2 separate regions of the Oryctolagus cuniculus genome follow, and region 1 is linked to region 2. A link is a contact called in public Micro-C data. All regions are on one chromosome and are shown on one strand. Each heading gives the region's core, a stretch centred on a gene start, on an enhancer-like site or on the middle of the called end of the contact. The rest is flanking DNA. Distances are from core to core; before and after follow the strand shown. Region 1 holds the start of LOC103349711 (N-acetyllactosaminide beta-1,6-N-acetylglucosaminyl-transferase). Region 2 holds the start of PAK1IP1 (PAK1 interacting protein 1).

Evidence for each region. A called contact is a pair of places that touch in the nucleus more often than the background predicts.
Region 1: a contact with region 2 is called in a Micro-C map of ear pinna, with 4 times the contacts expected there. The contact joins the promoter of LOC103349711 here to the promoter of PAK1IP1 in region 2. A contact is called at or near these places in 3 of 6 Hi-C or Micro-C datasets (ear pinna, embryonic fibroblasts and an unstated tissue).

Annotation. Positions count from the first base shown.
Region 1 is chr5:160,069,831-160,072,683 of mOryCun1.1, reverse strand. LOC103349711 (N-acetyllactosaminide beta-1,6-N-acetylglucosaminyl-transferase) reads left to right here and starts at 1,272. Exons shown (of 1, transcript XM_051855129.2): 1 at 1,272-2,853. The coding sequence starts at 1,890. The coding sequence ends at 2,486.
Region 2 is chr5:159,921,283-159,924,206 of mOryCun1.1, reverse strand. PAK1IP1 (PAK1 interacting protein 1) reads left to right here and starts at 1,397. Exons shown (of 10, transcript XM_070074432.1): 1 at 1,397-1,566. The coding sequence starts at 1,483.

The DNA.
Region 1 (2,853 bases), core at 23-2,522, 150 kb before region 2:
TAAGGGATGTCTTGGGGTCAGCATTATGGCATGGTAGGTAAAATCACCACCTGCAACACTGGTTCATGTCCTGGCTGCTCCACTTTCGATCCAGCTCCCTGCTAATGTGCCTGGGAAAGCAGTGGAAAATGGTCCAAGTGTCTGGGGCCCTGCTACTCACATGGGAGATCTGAATGATGTTCCTGGTTCCTTAGCCATTGTAGCCATCTGGAGAGTGAACTAGTAGAGGGAGGATCTCTCTCTCTCTCTCTCTCTCTAACTCTGACTTTCAAATAATAAATAATTTTTTTTTAAAGTGCTGGCTTGCCTTCTGTACCACAGCATCAGCCACAAAATGTAAAACCATTCTTAGCTCACAGGTTGTATCTAGGCAGGTGGCTAGACGGGGTCCCCAGCTGTAGTTTTACTGGCTGCTGGTATAGAGGAGAAGAGCGGTGAGTTAATTCAATGATGAGTGCCTACTATAAACCAGGTGCTAAAAATACGGTGATTAGCAGACACAAATAATCCTCCATAGCCAATGGTAGAGCAAACAAACCAGCAATTATAGGGAGTACTAGGCTGTATCAGGGCAGGTGCAGGGACTCCCAACTCAGATTTGGGAGAGCAGGCGAGAGTCACCAGGCAGGCAGTGTCCCATGGGAGCCTGAAAGTGAGTAATAACTTACCAAGAAAACTTAGCAGGAGAGTTTATTCCAGTAGAAGTTTTATGGAGTCAAAAGAGTTAGGTTTCACAGGGTAGATGTTGTGACACAACAGGTTAGACTGCTGCTTGGGGCACCTACATTCATTTCAGAATGCCAGCTCAAGTCCAAGTCCCTTTGCTTCCACTCAGCTTCCTGCCAAGCATCCTGGGAAAGCAACAGATGATGACTCAAGTACTCGGGTCTCTGACACCCACGTGGGAGAGCCGGACGAAGCTCCTGGCCCCTAGCTTTAGCCTGGCTCAGCCCTGGCTGTTGTAGCCATCTGGGGAGTGAACCAACAGATGGAAGATCTTTTTCTCTCCTTGTCTCTCTCCCTCATGCTCTGTCAACTCAGCCTTTCAAATAAATAAAAATAAAATTTTTAAAAAAACTTGTCTTTTTATTCCATTTTCCACAAACTCTTTGAAGAACCCTTATGATGTCCGTGCTAACCTTCTAGCTCGTCAACAAGATGATGGAAATTAATGCATGATAGAAATTAGTTACAATTCCTTTTCAGTCTTCTCCATTTGTGAGTTGAATGTGGTAGGGGAATAAATTGTTGATCTTTATTTGTAGGTCAAGAGATGAGGTTGCTAAGCAATTCTGAGCGCTGACAATGTCCGCACTGACCTGAGGACCGCAGTGGCTGCCCAGCATTGCAGAAACATTGCGACATCAGTGATCCTGAGTGTGGCACTCTCAGGGGAGAAAGCGCTGCAAGACAGACACGCACCCCACCCCTGCCCTATGGAGGAACACCGCCCGGAGCTGGCAGCCCTGGCTAGTGTGGCGGGGTCTTAACTTGACATTGAACTAGACGGAGGTGTTGAGTCTGTCAGCTCGTCTCAGCGTCTCATCTTCTCAGATCCACTGCATTCCTTTTGTATCAGAGAATAGCTTCCTTTCAATGCACAGCCATTCTCCTCATCTTACCAGACATGAGAAGTTAGAGCAGATTGCTTGAGGGCCTGGGCAAGGACCTGCAGGCCGACTTCAGTAATGGTATGAAGTCCAGCAAGTGACACATGAAGAAGAGATGGCACGAAAATGAAGCGGAAGCTGCTTGTGTTCGTCACAGGGCTTATGGCCGTGTCTGTGACTCTTCTCCGGCTGTATACCAACAGTTTAGTCTCTTGAGAATACCTGAGCCTGGAGGAAATCTCAAATGCTTCAGTCCTTGCAGAAGCCTGTGACAGGATCATGACAGGAAAGAAAATTCTCTGGCGTGCGAATATGCAGATGACACCACTGAGACATATAACTTGCCAACAGTACTTGATGCGCAACCACTACATAATGCAACCTCTGTCCAGAGAGGAAGCCGAGTTCCCTTTGGCCTACGTCATGGTCATGCACAAGGGCTTTGACACATTCGAAAGGCTCTTCGGGGCCATTTACACGCTCCTGACCATCTACTGTGTTCATGTGGATAAGAAGGTGCCAGCCGCTCTCAAACATCTCGTGGGAAAGCTACTGGACTGCTTTGCAAATGCCTTTATGGCTTCAAAGAGGGAGTCTGTGGTCTACGCAGGCATCTCCAGGCTGCAGGCCGACCTGAACTGGCTGCAGGACCTCGTGGCCTCCCATGTCCCCTGGAAGTACACCATCAACACCTGTGGGCAGGACTTCCCCTTGAAAACGAACAGGGAAATCATTCAGTACCTGAAAGGGTTCAAAGAGAAGAACATCACCCCCGGGGGGCTGCCCCCTCCTCCTGTTATCAGAAGGACCAAATACACGCACCTGGAGCAGAATTACCATGGTGTTTGTGTGTGTGTGTGTGTGTGTGTGTTTTGACAGGCAGAGTGGATAGTGAGAGAGACAGAGAGAAAGGTCTTCCTTTTGCTGTTGGTTCACCCTCCAAGGGCCACCATGGCTGGCGCACTGCAGCCGCCGCACTGCGCTGATCTGAAGCCAGGAGCCAGGTGCTTCTCCTGGTCTCCCATGGGGTGCAGGGCCCAAGCACTTGGGCCATCCTCCACTGCACTCCCTGGCCACAGCAGAGAGCTGGCCTGGAAGAGGGGCAACCGGGACAGAATCCGGCACCCCGCCCGGGACTAGAACCCGGTGTGCCGGCGCCGCAAGGTGGAGGATTAGCCTAGTGAGCAGCGGCGCCGGCCACCATTGGTTTTCCTTCATGGTGTGGACTTGGAGGAGGAAGGCA
Region 2 (2,924 bases), core at 148-2,647:
AAAACCTACGGCAGGGCGTGGGGGCACGCGACCTCTACCCGCTTCTGCACCGCTTGCCTTTGCTCCCGACTCCAGTTTCCTTATTTTTTTATTTATTTTTTCACAGGCAGAGTGGATAGTGAGAGAGAGACAGAAAGGTCTTCCTTTGCCGTTGGTTCACTCTCCAATAGCCGCCGCGGCCGGCGCTCTGCGCTGATCCGAAGCCAGGAGCCAGGTGCTTCTCCTGGTCTCCCATGGGGTGCAGGGCCCAAGCACTTGGGCCATCCTCCACTGCACTCCCGGGCCACAGCAGAGAGCTGGCCTGGAAGAGGGGCAACCAGGACAGAATCCGGCGCCCCGACCGGGACTAGAACCCGGTGTGCCAGCGCCACAAGGCGGAGGATTAGCCCAGTGAGCCAGCTTCTTGCTAATGGCCCCGGACGATGGCAGATGCTGGCTCGCGCACTTGGGGAGACCTGGAAGGGGGCCTGGCCCCGGATTCGGTCGGGCCCACCCCTGGCTAAGGCGGACTTGCAGAGGGGACCAGCAGACTCCCACCTATTAATAACTAATAACTTAACCTGTCTATATCCACACACACAACTCGGAGCGCCAGAGGACGAAAGGGCGTGGGAATAAAGGGCCAACACTGAGACGGTGTCCACAGCTCAAAGCGGGGTTGGAGTCGGCCCCAGCCGTCCTGCATCTGGCCGCTCGGTGAGGGGCGGACCCTGGGCTTTTGGAAAGTGCTCGAATTCCCACCACATCCCGGACCCTGTGCCCTGCGTCTAACGCAGACGGCTGCCTGGGCTCCCGCGGACGCTGGATTTTGCTGCCCGACACGGCGGCGGGAGGGGATGGGCGTGACCTCGGCATAAACGCGAGGCTTCCTTCTAGAAGCCTCCGATCGGCCCGCCTGACCCCGTCGGGGGAGCGGTCGCCCTCACGAGGCCCCTCACGAGGACACTCTGACCCGAGCCGCGAACCAAGCGGAGGGAACCAGGGCAGGCCTGGCGCTGCAGCCCCGGCTCCGCTGACCGCCCCTCGGACCGCTAAGAAAGCAGCTCAGCTCATCTCCGCACATCACGATACTCTCCGCACTGACTCATCGACCCGTCCCCTCCGTGTCCCCTCCACCCAAGCAGGAACCCAGCTCCGCCCCTTTCCTGGACGTCACGGAAACCGGGGTCCTTCCACAGAGGATGTCCCGCCCCCTCTCCTCAGACCAGCTTCCTAGAATATGCCTGTTCCCCCCCCCCATTTTTTTCTTGCGATGAGAACCACCTTATGCGGCGTCCTTACTAATTCTCGTTTGGCAGGGGGTCCACACGATCTCGGAACGCCGAAATTATTTCCACGAATACAGGCGCCTAGAAGGCAGCCCTGAGGTAGTGACGTATAATTTGAGCGCCGGAAGCAGGAAGGACCCCTCTCCGTTTGCATCCGGTTCCGTCATCTCGCCTTCGCGGAGCGGAGCTCGCGGAAGAGGCACGTGCGCTTTGAATGGAGCTGGTCGCTGGCTGTTACGAGCAGGTGCTGTTTGGATTCACTGTACAGCCGGAGCGCAAGGCGAGCGGCGACCACGAGGTGAGATCCCGCGAGCCGGTGGACAGCTACAGGGCGTGCGTGCTCGGAGGGTCAGGTTTAGTCCCCTCCCGGCAGAGGTAAACGCTGGGACTCCTGGGATTAGCTGATGAATGAGGTCAGGGAGTTTCAGTAAAAAGGGATCTTTTAAAACACGGGGCAGGCATTTTTATATAGTGAGATAATGCCTGCCTTTTATAGTAGACGGGATGTCCGCAGGGTACGAACACGGTAGCGTTTTGCAAAAGGGCAAAGGAGCCGTACACAGTGGTGAACTTAAAGGTCGCTTCCATACGTTGACAACTGGCGCAGGTATTTAATGAGGAAACACCTTCTCTTTCACCGAGTTCCTGTCTTTTAGAGTTTTGCAGAATGTTAGAGGTGGATCAGGATAAATATGTTAACTAATAAAGAGAGTGATACCAGTTTATGCGTTATTTACTGGGGTCCAGGTGTTGGAGATGGGAAGATGCCGGAGTTTAGATTCGGCTCGAGACGCCCTGGACATAAAGGGTGGAGGATGGGGGAACTAAATGCATAGGCATAAATTATAGTCAAAGATAAGTATTTCATTAGATCGGTACGTAAAAAAGTCCAAAAAGTTGCTGAGTCAGATAGGTAGGATGGAAACGTGAACTCCTGATTTTAGTCCCCTACTCTTTGTTTGACCTAAGCAGCTGTGGATATCTCTAAGCCGTTTTATTGGTTCTTCTCTATGAAGGAGTCAAGGTGTCAGTCTTGACCAGAAACTTGCAAGTGCGTGACTTGGCTGCGTTTGGTTTATTTTTTTGCTTTTGTTTATTTTGTATCTGCTCTGGTTGTTGGTCTGAAAGGTGGCCTGTTTTGAATATTCAAAGATGAGATTATTGAGGTTTTTTGTGTTTTGATAGTAAACGTAGTAGGTTCCAAGCAGGCAGCAGACCTAGCAGACCTTTGAAGCAGGTCGACTTCCGCTTGCAGATAGGGGTCCTCGTGCGTGGGTTACGTGACTGCAAGGAGACGTAGGGTCCTCCATCGTGCGTGGTTTACGTGACTGCAAGGAGACGCAGGGTCCTCGTGCGTGGGTTACGTGACTGCAAGGAGACGTAGGGTCCTCCCTCATGCGTGGGTTACGTGACTGCAAGGAGACGCAGGGTCCTCGTGCGTGGGTTACGTGACTGCAAGGAGACGCAGGGTCCTCGTGCGTGGGTTACGTGACTGCAAGGAGACGCAGGGTCCTCGTGCGTGGGTTACGTGACTGCAAGGAGACGCAGGGTCCTCGTGCGTGGGTTACGTGACTGCAGGAGACGTAGGCATCACTGGCAGAGCTGAGCCAAACCGTCAGGGGCCCTCTGGTGTCTGACACTCGACGCCGTGCCCTC